Regions from separate parts of the Anas platyrhynchos genome. Here region 1 is linked to region 2. A link is a contact called in public Hi-C data. All regions are on one chromosome and are shown on one strand. The core of a region is the stretch at or near the end of the contact, and the rest is flanking DNA. Distances in the headings are between cores, read along the strand shown. Region 1 overlaps SYNPO2 (synaptopodin 2). Region 2 overlaps USP53 (ubiquitin specific peptidase 53).

The links. A called contact is a pair of places that touch in the nucleus more often than the background predicts.
Region 1: a contact with region 2 is called in a Hi-C map of subcutaneous adipose tissue, with 2.0 times the contacts expected there. The contact joins two enhancer-like sites. A contact is called at or near these places in 2 of 8 Hi-C or Micro-C datasets (skeletal muscle and subcutaneous adipose tissue).

The regions. Positions count from the first base shown.
Region 1 is chr4:47,655,323-47,662,838 of IASCAAS_PekinDuck_T2T, forward strand. All of the region lies in intron 1 of SYNPO2 (synaptopodin 2), which reads right to left. All of the region lies in intron 5 of LOC101792755 (protein transport protein Sec24D), which reads left to right. Among named protein-coding and RNA genes, the nearest start is that of SYNPO2, 48 kb to the right of the region's middle. Within about 2 kb of position 5,824, at least 1 of the 8 cell types and tissues checked has an H3K27ac peak or open chromatin away from gene starts, as enhancers often do. A contact at or near this core is called in subcutaneous adipose tissue, where this site is marked.
Region 2 is chr4:47,513,078-47,520,889 of IASCAAS_PekinDuck_T2T, forward strand. It overlaps USP53 (ubiquitin specific peptidase 53), which reads right to left. Exons shown (of 16, transcript XM_038178857.2): 15 at 4,157-4,256; 16 at 1-3,348. The coding sequence ends at 2,364. Among named protein-coding and RNA genes, the nearest start is that of FABP2, 12 kb to the left of the region's middle. Within about 2 kb of position 6,269, at least 2 of the 8 cell types and tissues checked have an H3K27ac peak or open chromatin away from gene starts, as enhancers often do. A contact at or near this core is called in subcutaneous adipose tissue, where this site is marked.

The DNA of each region.
Region 1 (7,516 bases), core at 4,574-7,073, 140 kb after region 2:
TTAATGGTAATTTTAACAAATGCAGAAGAATCAATTTATTTGGTACAGCTTATACATACTGTTGTGGAAGGGTTAAAGAACATGTTTGACCAGTTGTGTATTGACGGAGAACTTACTTCATTTGGAACCACAAAGCAGACTGATCTCAGTGAAAAGAAAAGCTTGCTCAAATTCCCCAAAGCTATGCTTAATGTGCTAGTGTATCATCTTGCTAGTGGTTGCCCTTCTCTGGCAGAAATCCAAAGCTAGCAGCTGAAGAAGGGGTGAGATAATGACCTCTGAAATACTGATCTGCTATGCTGGCAACACAGCAAATTTCCCAATAGCGAGCTTGGGTACAGCACTTGAAGTCTGTTATGTGTTTTGTGCAACACTTCTAGTGGATAGCCTAGCTGTGGATTATCCTTTTCTTGGGACATACTACTGTGTGCTTAGTAGCTGATGTGTCAAAACTAAAATGTTATGCTGATTTTCACTAGTGCTGCTTGTGACTTGGCTCATATATAACAAGGAGAGGAATGATGCTGCTACCTCTCAATAGTGTGTCTGTGCCTTGTCTTGCTCTGTTTCTATTCTGCCTTTCTTTTTGTCCTGCTTGAATTGTGACTGGCTGTATGCTTTTTGAAATCCTACCCAACTTTTATTTCTTTGTGAACATTGTTCTTATGCTCTCCTTTTTTTCTTCCTTGTTTTCCTTCTGTGCAGAGAGATAATTCAATTGCCAGTGCTTCTTTAGCTAGTGCTTTAGTACATTGGTAACATCAAAAGTCTTTTCACTCCAGTGTAGTTTACAGCCTGGAGAAAATAATTTCTGTCATGATAAAAGTTAAGAGAGGATATTGTGGCCCAATACAGATGAAAAACAAAAATGTCTGTATCAACTATTATGGAGCAGTTAGGTGGTAACAATGCAAGTAGTACAATAGACAGTGCTTATGGTAAGCATACCCACTGCTTAACTTGTGCACCTCCAGACCTGAAGTTCCTTTTCTTTAAAAGGTCAGCAACTTTCTAGGGAGAGAGAGAGAGAGAGAGAGAGGAAAAAAAAAAAAAAAAAGGAAAAAAAATAAAGAAAAAAAAAAAAAGAGTGGATTCTTCTTCTGTTGTTCTCTGTGACTGTGAGAGGGTGGGAAAAACTGGCCATATGCTTCCTCTTTGTTTGATTGGGACATACTTGATAAGAGGTATTTTTTAATCCATTCTATGGACATTATGCAGTACTGTAATAAAGATGCATGCGCTAGCTGCAGAACTAGAGAGTGAGATAACTGTACAAGGAAGATACTGAACAGGCATGCCTGAACCATGCCAGCAGCTGCCAGCCTCTAGGAAGAGTTGTTCCAGGTCCTTGGAGACAAATGGAGGGAAACAAAGAGTATACAGAAACTGAGGGTGGGGTGCTGGAGTCAGAAGCTGTTCTTGGTGCTAAAATACATTCATATGGCTTTAACTGTCAACTAGAACAAATACATACTGTTAAGTGGTTTAGGAATGGGCTGTTTTAAATTTCTCAAACAAAATTGTGGTGCCAAGGCAAGTTCCTTAGAAAAAGGATGTCACATCAACACAATTATAATTTTCCTTGATGGAGTAAATCTTGTTGGGAGAGAGCTCAAATATGCAGTCCTGTTTTGAGCAATCTTCCATAGTCATTAATTGCATTTTTGTGATTCTACGAGTCACTGCACTGACTACTCCATTAATGCTGTCAGAGCCGATACCAGAACATTTAATTACTTGTGTCTATCCTATTAAAACACTGAAATAACACTCAGTTTTTCTAGGCCTCTGGCACTGAGTGCCATGTTCTGACAAAGAAAACCAACATTAGCTGTCCAGAGGCCTGCTGAGACAGCTTTCAAAACTTCTGTATGTAAATTAAAGAGCAAAAGCTCCTACTGCTTTTGCAGCAGCATCATGTGTGAAATGTGCTGATGTGGACACTGCCTTTTTTTCAGTCATAAGTGACAGTGGGAACTGAGGTTCCAGGCTCAGATCAGGATTAGAGGAAAAGCTGAAACTGGTGTTTTTGCTGTGATGAGCAGCTCGTGAAGAACACCAGGTGACCACCATTCCTGGATTGGATTACTGCAGGCAGAGCCTCAGGGCCTAACACGGTTTTACTAAACTGGGTTACTGATTGCCATAGTCCAATATTGGAGAGCATGTTCGTGGGAGAATGAGTGTGTGGATCCAGGTTGTACTATTTTGGCTAATAATTGGTAATTTTAAGCTGCAAAGTCAGTTAGGATAAAATTTGTTCACATTTATTTGTGGTGGAGGTTGGATAGGCTATAATTCATTGTGACTGAAATTGGGGTAGGTTTGCCTCAGGAGAACTGAAGCTGGTTTGTGAGTTTCAGCTGCAGCTAGTTTTCCTGTATCTCAGACCTATAAAACTGCATAATCTAGGATTAACTAATTTCGGAGAATATGTTTATGAATGAGATTTCAGGCAGATTTGCAAGTCCAAGCTGTATCTGGTTACAGAGCATACACAGCTATAGATCTACGCAGAACCTGATAATTTGCAGTTTTCTGCTTGGATAACATTTGGCTGACCTTGGGCACAGACCTGTGCAACAGTAAAGTGTGCATTATCCCAAGAACGTCTCTGGGAGAGTCAGACCACTCTCAGCATCTTCCTTGCTGTGGGTCAGGGATAGCAAGGAAGAGAAAAGACTCACTTTGAAAAACAGAATAGACCATTACCCACTGTAATGTTATTGAGCATTGCAGTAAAAATGGTGCTGAGAAGTATGAAAAAACCTTCCTGTCTTGGAGGGAGAATGGGGAGGTTGGAGGGAGCTTCCAGGAGCTCTTTGCATTTTCCTGAGTTTAATCCAAAGCATGTCTGCGTAATTTGATGTTTTGTCCTGTGACCTGCCTTTCAGACTAAGCAATGTTGGGAGAGGGGAGACTACTTGGAGGGGCAGGGAGAACTGGCTTATTAATTAGTGACATACAGGCCATAAATCCATCTTACTAGCAGGTAAATGAGACACTCAGCTACTAGCATGCATTTTGTCAAACCCACTCATTCCTAGCTTCATATCCTGTATCAATTACACTGTCCTATATGGCTACACCATCTCATTTTCTCTCCTTTGGTCATCTGCCCAAATTCTCTTGGGGGGTGGGGGGGACGACAGGCAGAAAGATGAAGGAGGGAGGGAGGATTCTCATTACTAATCTGGATAAGAGACAACACGTTTAATCCTTGGAGCAAAACTAGTCCAGTTGACAGTTAAAATGAAATCATTATTCACTCTGCTCAGTACATTCCCAGAAATGGTATTGTTTATGACAATCCCTTACCATTATGTCATGAGTTTGCAAATATACAAGCATGGCATATGATCATCCACCCAAAAGGAATAGCAAAGGCAGCAAGAAGAAACAAATGCCGTCTTGCAGGTTTCTGTTTCAGTGAGGGCTGTAGCTATCACTGTCAATGATGTCAAGGTTATATTGAAATGTGTGCCCAATGATGTATTTCTTGCTACTTGCCTCACTGCCTAGGCAGCAATTCAGTCAGCACCAGAAGGATTGTGAAGAGGTAACCAGAAGCTTTGCCTCACTTCCAGTGGAGCAAGTAGTGTTTATTAAGAGAGCTTTCTGTTTGTACGATGTTTGGTACACTTGGGCCTGATCTCAAATTGCACGGTATGGTGGCTTTGGGGACTTCCTAAGTACAAATGAATCAGAATGTTCAAAGAAACCTAATAGCAGGAGCAGCTGGGAAATGCAGCATCCAGATAATATACTTTAAACAGTTATTGTATTATGCACAAATAAAGAGGCCAGTGCCTACTCTTTAAAAGTAAAGCACAAAGCTCCAAGTTACAGAAGTGTGAATCAAACAGTGGCTCAAAGTCAGCTGAGAGCTCAATACAGGGATTGAGTTCCAGCTGCCATTACTTGAGGTCATCTTTAGCTGCACTGTTCAGCTAAATAAAACATAGAGTCAGACTGAAGAAAATGGTCCTCAGTGCAAGCTGTTAGCTTTATTTACCAGAATTTCACATTAAACTCCACCATTTTACTCTCTTGAACTATTAATATTTCTTTCACTTTTCAAAATACCTTGACTAGACTTGAGCTTCTCTACTTCCTGAAAAGTTTATTACTGAACAAATTTCACAATTTCTTATTTCACCGGTTTACTCAAATTTCATTGACATTTTTCTGTTTCTTTGGTTCTTCGTATTTTAGACAGTTCATGGAAATGAAGTGGTATTTGCCTTGGAGTAGTCTCAGATGCATTTCCCAGAACTCACTAATTAAAACAAAACAAACAAAGAAACAAAATCATGCAAACTTAGTTACCAGTCTTATAAGTAACTTAGTGTCCCTCACACTTAATGGGTGATGTTTTGAAACAACCTTTCAAAACTGAGAGCAGCAACAGGCCTAGCCATGGTATTATTTAGGAAGGGAAGCTTTGCAAAACCAGGTTAATGTTTTGTGAATGTCAGTACATTCACAAAAAATACTTTCACATAGATGCTTCCCAGTGTCTTCTGCCTGCTGTCGTGGACAACCCCTTTTTGGTGACTTGTTGAGGAATTCAGATGTTCAACAGCCTCACCTCTCCTTGATGGCTCAAATAAAGCTGGCCAGGAAAGCATTAGTGGTGGCTCAGGGGGTTGCTGTACACCATGCTGATGCATACCTACCAGAGGAGGTCAGTGGTCTTCTTCTGGGTTTGTTTTTACAACAGATGAAGCCTGTGCTTGTGCTCGAGACCATAATGAGGGGGAAAATAGTGGGTGGAGATTCTCAAGTGTTGTTTCCAGAAGATGGGATTATTCCCTCTGTGGACTTTGCCACTAGTTATTTAGCCCTGCGCTTTCAATTAAACAATTAAAGTCCATAATCTGGCATAGAGATTTCCTTATCTGAGTTTCTTTTTTTTAAAAAAAGTTTCTCTTACTTTAATTTGATTAAGCTTTAAAACAGTCATAGTTGAATTGATGCAACCCCTCAAATAAAATTCATCCTTCTTTTTCAGTGGCTTATTCTAATATGGCTTTAACCCCAAACAATTATAAGAAAGTAGGAGTAAGTATGTCTATTGCAAAGATTTACTTAGGCACACCCTTGATACTTTCTTGCATAGGCACTCCTTGACCCCATTTGTCAGCTTGTGCATGTTTCATAAAATTGACATGGAGATCAGTATTCATCAGCTGCCTTTCAGCTCTCGAATAAAATACAGTGTAAGGCTATCTACCAGAATTCCAGTGTGGGGCCAACCTGAGCAAAAAATGAGGTGTCTTGTAAGTAGAGCATGAGACTTGCAGTGGAACTAAAGACTGAAAGATCCTAGCACAGTCATGCCTGAGCAAGTTTGACAGAGGTGCTGAGCTCTGTTTAGTGCTCCTGCACTTAGAGTGCTGCAGAATCAGGCCTATCCTTACAGTCTCCAGTTCAGGCATGCTGACAGAGTTGATGGCTTTTTCTTTCTCTGACCTGACTTTAGTTAAGAGAAAGTTGTCGGCATCTTCAAAAGCTGGACCAAGAGGATTTGTGTTCCCTTTGCATTTTCTTTTCTGTGTATTCCCAAGAGGAATGTCTGCCTGAGAACTGGAAAAACTGCTACACTGACATGTGAGATTTCTGTTTGCTTGTTTTCGTCTGCCCTTCTGTCCTCAGTGCAAGTGTTGGGCTTAACTGAGGGTAATCTTGCCCAGTCAGGCAGTCTGGGAAAGGCTGGCAGTTGTGTACGAAGGCAGGGGGAGGGGGAAAGAAAGGGTGTTACTTTGCAGAGCTGTAAATCCAGCACCTTTTGCCAGTGCTGCATTCTTTTTTTATTGCTTGTTTCTAAGAAGCTATTGCTGCAACAGCACTGACTACAAACAAAATCTCATTTACTCAGTTCATGACAGGTCATGCATTTTGCACATTTGTGGGACACTTGCAGAAGAACTGCAGAGCGCACTTTCCAAAACTTCAGTTTGAAATGCAACAGTTTCCATGTTGCCTGGCACTTCAATGTCAAAGAGATTTCTATTTTTAGAGAGAGATTCTACTCAAGAGCTATATAAGGCTGTGCTGAGGAGATCATTACTTTTTTATATAATATAGGAGAAAACTTGTTAGTGAGGAAGAAAAAGGACCTGATTCTTCTGTGTAAAACTGGAAAACAAAACAAACAAACAAACAAAAAAAAGATACTCTGACTTGGATGTCTTTTGTGGGGAGAGGGAAGAGAAATCAGAACTGAAGACCCAGTATTTGTTTTTAATATTATTCTAATTTATCACAAGTTCTTGAAAATATTGTTTTAGCCATTAAAAATGGTTAAGAAGGCTCCTTATTACAACTGATGATGCAAGAGAGAAGGAATGGTTCCAAGCACGGTCTGGTGCCAAAAGACAACTTAATGTGCAAACAGGTGACAGCACTGGGAAAACCCTGCAAGTTATCATCGTGTCCCGCATGAGAAACTAGGTAAAATTTGATATTACAGATTCGGTACTTCCAGCTATGTTTTTGTTGTTGTTGTTATCCGGAGCACAAAGTGCACTCGAGCTGATTGAACACTGCAGGAGAAAAAAAAAAAAAAGAAAAAGGAAAAAAAAAAAAGCAGACTAGTCTGGTGGCCTAAAACTAGCTGTCACAGTCAACAGCAGAAGAAAGAAGCAGTGTCTAAAATCCTGGCTTTCAGCATGGTTTGCTAGGGAGCCTTATTCTGAAGCCTATTTTTTTCCTGATGTAGAATCATTCAGCAAACATGTAACTCTGTGTTACCCTTAGTATCTAATTTTGTATGAATAGATAGGAAAAAGGACTGAACAGAATTGGGTAAAACTGTTCTCAATTAACTTTCTCAATGTCATTTCTGCCACTGTTTTAAGAGGACCATTTGGCTTCCAGGGAATAATATGTCAGTGAAGCAAGGGAGACTCTCAGGTCTGGCCAAGCTTTCGGAGGCAGCCCAGGTAACACTGGTTTTAGCAGCTGTTGGAAATATTAGCACAGCAGTTAGGGCCAATATGGTTTTGCTTGAGTGAGGAGTAGATGAGGTAGTAGTGCTAAATTAAGGACGCTCGTCCATTTCTGCTGCAGTATGACATGGCTCCTAAAATGAATTCTAAATGGAGTCAGAACTGAACTGATTCTGGTCTTAACTTGCCTTGGTTTTATATTTCTGTTTTTATATTGTCTAGCTAGCTGTGATATAACCTGTTGACTTCAGGTGAATAAAATTATGTAGAGCCAGTCTATTTGAACTAGGGGTGAAAAAAAAATGGAATTGCTGTCTGCATTTCAGTAACATAAGAAAAGACAGTAAGCAGTCTTGTGTTGCCTTCTGCATGACACAAGGCAGATTAGTTGGTGGCAAGACAGAAGCATAGGCATCAATTTCCAAATAGTCTGCACTAGGGAAATTTCTTATCCATCCAATGTATTGAACCAGGAACAGCAGGAGAAACAACACGCTCTGTTTTGACACTTGCTCTTCAGAAGTACCGCTATCAATATTGAAATGTATCTTTAAAATTATTTT
Region 2 (7,812 bases), core at 5,019-7,518:
GTTCAAGGCTTTTTTCCTCTATTCCACTGATTTGCTTAGGAAAGGATAATTTCAAGTTGCTGTTTTCCAGCAACCATGCTGGAACCCTAAACATGCATAATTATTTGCACTATAAACTCTAGATATTTTTTTTTTCCAAGTGCTACAATAAGTTTTGATCAAGACGACAAAAATAAGATTAAGATACCTGGTTTGTTGCATACATCATGTTCCAGTTTTATAGCATAAGTTAGAAGTAGTTTAAAACACTGACCTTAAAGAATAACCAAATGTGGAACTTGGTTAATCACACTAAATAAACAATTTTCAACGTTTTGTTGAAGCACTAAAACTCATATAAGTTTTATAAACATTAAAAAAGCCTCTGAACTAACAGTGCAAGCATAATCAAGTGTGTTTACCATGCATTTTTAACCTGCTTGCATTATTTTCTTAGCTAAAAGGCATTTACGTTTAGATGTCATCAGCACCACCCCAATTTTAAGTTTAACACAAATAATTATAAGGTTCGGCTTTTCCAGATCGTGTCAGGACTTCCTGACATTAATTCTAAATTACACATTGTGCAGTGTTACAACAGACTGGAACAGAAGCCTAAGCCAATGCTTCTGATACCACAAGACACAGGAGGTCATTTCTAACACTCAGGGTCACCAGGAGGGTAAAATCACATTCACCCTTCTTTCCTCCCCCATCCTCACTGCTCCATGTGCTTTGCCTCAGCAATCATGTAATACTTCCATGCACTGATTTAACTTCCTAACCAAAAAAATGCCAAATAAATCTGCTTTATTTTCTTTTATTATGAAGTAAGTCAGGTTACCAAAAGACACGGTAAATGCCAGACCTGCCTAAATGGCAGGCAGAGTGCTAGAACAGAGAAAGAGAGGAACCTCTTCTCGTGCCACCTTAAGTCTGAACGGCTGCAGGTTCAGTCAGACTTCCCTGCTATTACAGTACTTAGCCATTTGTAGAACTGCTCCGAAGATGGAAAAAAATGTCGATAAAGTTATGACTGATCCCTATTAAACATTGCTTAAAATGTCAAGCTGAAAAGATAGGAAGTTCAATAAATAGCAACACTGACTTTGTGTGCAACTGTAGAATAAATCAGAACAGAACATAAACAGCAAATATGCCTAAAGTACTTAAGGAGAGGCTACAGACAGGATGGAAGCTCACTCTCCCCAAGGAGACACATGGAGAAGACAAGGGGCAATGGGTCACAAGTTGCACCCAGAAAGACTTCATCTTGATCTAGGATTTTATTTTTTTTTATTTTTATTAACGGTGAGAACAATCAATTGCTGGAACAACCTCCATAGGGACACACCTATCTAGTATCCTGTCCAATCACATCCTGAAAGCCACCAATAAAAGGAGATTTTCAAGGTTCAGTTGGACAGGATGCTAGATAATCTCATCTAAGCTGCCTTTTCACAAGAAACATTGGACCTGATTATCTTTCAAAGGTTGCTTCCAACCTGGGCTGTTTTATGATTCTGTAATTCCAAAACCTTACCGAAATGCATATATGATAACTGTATAACACATCCATATTTTAAAATTAGCATCCTATTTTCCTATACCAGTTTGTAGCTTATGTGGTTAAACTTAATTTGACTAAGTTAAAGTATATAGCTTATAGGGTGAACAAATCTCATAAATGTGCAAGTTCAAAAGTGTGTACAAACAGAGCAGGTATATTAATAGGATAACATTACTGCCATTTACTTGAATTCCCTTCAAAAATCTTTCCTAGCATTTGCAAAACAAAACAGTTTGTAAAGAATTATTATTAAGGCTTTTAAAAGAGTTAGAAGATCTCTGGACGACCTTGTTTTAAAGACACTTGAAGGTTTGTGAAAGTACAGACTCTCAGAGAAGTCAGATGAAGAAACAATGTCCTGCTACCTGTCATGAAAAATACTGCTCCGTTGTATTTACTGCATTATATACGGTAATACATTTACCATTTTTGTTTAAGTATTTAGTGACCACAGTCCGAAGGAACGCTTTTTAAACTGCAACTATTTAAATCTTAGAAAAGAATAAATCAGTAACATCTAGTTGATCCCACTCATGTAAAATGCATATACCTAAAGGGACCATTTTCAACCTAAAGTGTAGAAGATGAGACAAGTAACAGAGGTAAGCATTAAGGCAACTACAGTAATAAATCAAAGAACCAGAAGTTTAGCACCTCTTCTCCTCTGCTCACCTATTTGCATATTCATGTACAGAGTCATAACTCCTAGGCAAAGTACAGCCAACTGGGTACCGACTTACAGAGATTCAAGGCTTGTGCCCATCTACAGACTATGTGAAATGCAACAGTCAGATCCAGATTTTTATTTTTATAGCTATCTACTGCAATGTATACCTTCCACATTTGCCTTGTACCTTTGCTCGGATGTGGGATGCCTGGGCTCATGAGTAGCATGGTAGGGAGCATTCAGTTCTACTCCAGCTGGTGGTGGATGCTTTTCTTTGTGAAAGCTTCCACTATCGGTAAAATACAGCTTGGGTCTCTGATGATACTTCATCCTGTATGTGTCAGTCATACAACTGTCTACTGAAAAATAAGTTGTTAGGGATACACTGTCATTGCCATCCACATAGCCAGCACTTGGTCCCATATGACGAGATCCTTTCTTTAAGAAGTTCTCAGACACTGTCCAAAAGTCATTAACTGATAAGCTAGGTGGAGAATCCGGTTTATGAACAAACAACTCATTCCCTTGAAATGGCTCTTTGAGCCTTTGTTCGTTTGTAAATACATTTGCTTCTGATGCAGACTTCAAAGGTGTACCTGCCTGCCTTAATGGGTTACTTTGCAATGCTTCTGTCGCTTTTACATCAGCTGCTGAATTACTTTCTGATCCTGGCAAAACATTCAGAGCATATTTCTTTGGAGGTAAAGGGGGAGGAAGATTTTGGTAAACCGCTTCTGGCACCCAAAGAGCATCTGCCCTGCGGACTGGGTGCCCGGCACGCTCGCAGGGAGGGGGCAGCACAACGGGCCTTTCCAGTGGGTTCTGCGGCACAGAAGCCAAAAACCCCATCTTGGGAACAAACGTCCTTGCATGAAGAGGCTGTGGATGGGAGGAGGAGTGAAAATCATTGTTGATTGGCTTCCTTCCACAGATGTTTTCTGTATAAGGGTGGGGTACGCCATCAGCACAATATACTGATACATTCATCTTCTCAAACCTGTCTGGATTAAGCCACTCTGAAGAAGTTGGTTCGTTTGCCTTGTTCCTACTTTCTGACTTCACCACCTCTTTAAGAACTGGCTGTAGAGTTGATGATGGGAGAAGTTTCCTATTACTCTCAGGCATTTCAGCTCTAAAATACAAAAACACAGAGGACATAAGTATCCATTAAAGCTGGAATAACAATGACAAATGACGCAAGCAACTTTTACAGTGACAGCTCTGGTAACACTGCCTTCTTGACCTGACATAAGCCATTTAATTAAAAGCTGCATTAAATCACTCTGAGCTTCTTTCATTTGAAAGGTACACTGTCCCCAGAAAACTTTGTGGGATATTAAATAGTCATAATAAAGAAATTATTTCAAGATTCGGGACTGTATCAAATATGAATTTGGTTTTCTTCTAAGCATCCTTACGATTTGAGCTGATAATTCCATTTTTCAAATGCTAGGTATTACTTTGGGGAACTAAACTTGCATTTTAATTCTTGATTTTCAAGAGGTTCTGAGCACTTACAGTTCAAATCAGAAACAACAGGTATACTGCAGCAGCTTCTAAACAGACAATACCCCCTTCCTGCCAAACTTCTGAAAACTTTATTGGGTTATTGCATTAACCACAAAATTGGTTAACCAATACTTGTTTATATAATACAAATTCAAAACAAAAATATTAAAACCCATTGCTCCAGTAAGATGCCTACATAAATTATTTGCTTCCATCCACTAAATAACAAAATTAATTTATTTTTTTCCAAGAACAAAACTTTTATCCCTATAAATTATGTAAAATGCAAGAGGCATTATCTGTCAAAAAAGATTTAATACCTTATCTTTTTTAACTATACTTTAACAATACTTAATATTGATTACTATCGCATTACAGATTTTTTTTTCTTAAATAATACTATATAGTAAATTAATATTAGTATTAGTTACCTCTTCACTGGAGGACTGGGCACCTGCAAATGTAATTCTGTTGGGAAATTAACGTGAGGTTTGTAGTTAACTTCTGAACTGATGGGGTCCTTCCTCAAGTCTGGGGGTGGAAAAAATATTTTAAAGCACAATACAGTCCAACTCTTTTGTGATTTCTTAGAGGTTATACACAAACAAAACACAACAAAACAAGAAACTTAATTCTTGTCAAGATCTGACAGAAGTCAAAATAACATTTTTGGAAAAAATTCTTCACAGATCAGATCTTATATTCATCCACAGTAATCTGGAGGAAACGTTCTTTCTCTTTTTTAAATGTTGCTGGAAAAGAGGTAATTATCACAATTTTGTCCACAGTTTACGTCCTATAGAGATATTTTCAAGATACATTTCATCTAATTACAAATACATTTTCAAAAATAGTTTTTAATGAAAGCACCTTTATTCAGATATCCAAAATAAATTTTGTAATAATATATTACTACTTTTGAATTTTCACATGACTTATTAACAAATTAGAATGTATACTGTAAGAGTGGGGTTTTGTTTGTGTTTTGTTTCTTTGAGAAATGCATTATGCATCCTTGAAACATTTAAAAAATGCTAGAACTGTTACTTCTCCTACAATAACTGTACAGTTTGCAGAGATATGAAGCAGACAGAGAGCATTCTCACTCACATGCCCTAAGCACAAACATAAGAGTGCTCGGGCCAGCAGTACTACACACACTCTAGAAGCTCCTTCTATTCACAGACAAAAGCAAAGAATTTTTCTCTAAAAATACACAACTTCTGAACAAAGCAGCTCCTAGTTAACAGTGAATAAAAGAAGCATTGAAGAATCCATGTTGACACCACACAGAAGAAAACACACTCTTGGCAACTGACAAGCAATGGTCCTTCTGTTGGAAGATAGTTACTGTAAGTCTTCCTAATGCAATAATTGGTCCATTATAACCAGTCACCTGCTCTGCAGTCAATCAGAGTTGTATTTTGTAAATGTATGGACTATATCCATACAACTACTTTGCTTATTTCATAAAAAATGGCAATGTACTTCACAAAAGGCAGCCTACACTGCCTGAATTCCAGTGGAATGATCTGATTCAGCAGGCAGTACTAATTTACCCTGTTGGAAATTAGCTAACATAGGCTGTCCTCTTTTTAATCAGCAAAAGCTATAAAAATTTGTATCTATTCTTAACTGATGTAATCTTAATAAGTTGTGGGTTTTTTAATATATATTATTATTTGCATGTTTTATTTTTCCCAGTTTTTAAGTCTTGGAAGCATTCTTTTGACTCATGAACTCATTTTTGACTTGAGTCAAAAACCCAACAGAGGAGAACTAAACTAAAAACTTTGGGGCAATGCTGGAGATTTACTTCAAGGGTCAGTATCTGCCCTATCTTTTAACAGATAAAAGATTAAAGAAGTTAAATCTTTGACAAAGACACAGGTTGTAGAGGCTAAAAAGGCATATACCTGAAGAGACAAAGCCTTCAATACAGCTTTCCTTCGAGCCTTGAAACTAAAAAAAATTCTTGCTATTCCAGCATGGTAAACAGTACCACAACCCTAGAAAGAACACTTATGTGAAAACATGGTTACTGAATGTGCCCTTGTGACACTGGCAAGGGTCAAGTGACTAACCTGAAAGGAAGTTCAAAACTTCTCCAGCAGGCCATGGCATCAGAGATAACTAACACTGAGGTAATCAAATAGAAAACATTTCATTCTGCTACAGATTTTAATGAACTGTAAATCACTTTACTGAGAAAAATACAGACCCTGTCGCATTAATTCCTGTGAATATTTTCAGTTTGGTATTTAATCACAGACCCACCTTCAGCATACAGTCTAGGAATAAATTAGTCAAATAATTTTCTAGATTAACCATGTCTGTAGCTAATGTTTTTAAGTCTTTGAATATACAGGTTTTTATACAAGAGCATTCCTACTTAAAAATCACATACAAGTTGACCATACATGTACAACTGCTCTTTAATTCCAAAACCCGACTGATGTGAAGTGCATTCCAAGACAAACTCTGAAGGAATTTAGCACATTAAGTCCTTCCAAGAGGCAGTATCATAAATCTGTCAGGAGGCGGCAGCAAAGGGTAGTAAACTGTTTCTTTAGCATGCTTATGGCACACTCAACCAAAGCTGCTCAGCAATACCAGGTGATTTGTCTTCAGAATTCCAGCTAACTTAAAAATAGACGTGTTATTTTCTCTTCTGCTGACATGAGATCCATGCAAGGTTAAAACCAGGCGCAGGCTCTATAGGGAATTTTGGCTCCAGATTCTTTGCAAACCCAAATATGGGACACATGAGCACTGTGCTCAGCTGCAGACTGACAACCTTATCAACAGGTCACAAGCAGCTTACCAATAAGTAAAGGTAGCTCTGGTTTCTCAAATACAAGCCAATCTTAAAAGATTTATCAACAGCTATTTTCACAGCTGAATAGCCGATCTAGATTTGTAAAAAGATTAATACCCATTCTATAGCCAACAAGTAAAGCAAAAGTTTTTTTCCTATAATGACTTAATTTACATATACAGAACATTTGTACAATTCTGCAATGCCCAATTTCTGTACATAAAAAAAATATATCAAATTCTTACTAATGTTTTAGCTGCATGTTTCCTGTAGTTTTGATTTCCTGATGAGCGTTTTTTGTTGTTTTATTTTATTTTATTTTTAAGTTGCCAGTAAGAATGTCCTGTGGTAAATTCTTCTCCCTGCACATGGACATTTTTCTGTGTTCAACTGAAATCACAGATGAACTTACTGGAAGCTTTGGAAATGTGGAACAAAAACTGTTCCAGAAAAGAAGGTAAACACATTATAATTTGTTTAAAAATACTGTATTTAAAAAAAAAATCTTTTAAAAAAATCATTTTATTGAATAAACTCTCTTTTTAGAACAACATGCAGTTGTAAAACTTTTATTATATACTTTTTAGCAGATTTTTTTTTCCTTGGCTCTTAACATCCAGGCAAAATGAAAATACAGCTTTACTTTTTTTTTTTTTTTTTTTTTAAAATACTTGCACATGTGAGAGCTCAAGTAAGTTCTGAAGTGAAACAACTCACCAGACTATCAACTGTTATCCTCCCTTCATTACGATCTGCCCTTCCTATCAAGTTTATTGGGTCTTTATTTTAAAAATCTGAACCTTAACCTTTGCTTTGTTGATTTTAAATTTCAAACTTCTTATATTCATAAAGTGAACAACAGAAATGAGAGCACTTAAAATTTCAACCTTTGAGGCTTATCTGACTGCATTTGGAAACCTTCAAAGTTTAGAATTTCGTTCTGAGGGTTTTTGTTTGTCTTTCATCTGTCATTTATAGACACTACAGAAAGACATTTGTTTATTTCTGGTTTGCATTAAGGAAAGTAAGTAGCTGGATGCTTCAATTCATTACTCAGTTCTTCAAACAAAATAGACAGAGACAGCAGCAGAAAGGTTAACAACTGGATTTTCCTTTAGAAGCACATTTTAAATATTACTGTATGTTTTTCCTAGGATGATACGTGTGTTTTTTTTTCAGAAGTATGGTTTTCTGAAGTCACAAAGAATTAAAGGCAGTCTGGGGGTTGTTTCCATATTCACAAGAGCTTCCGAATGATTCAAGATTTTG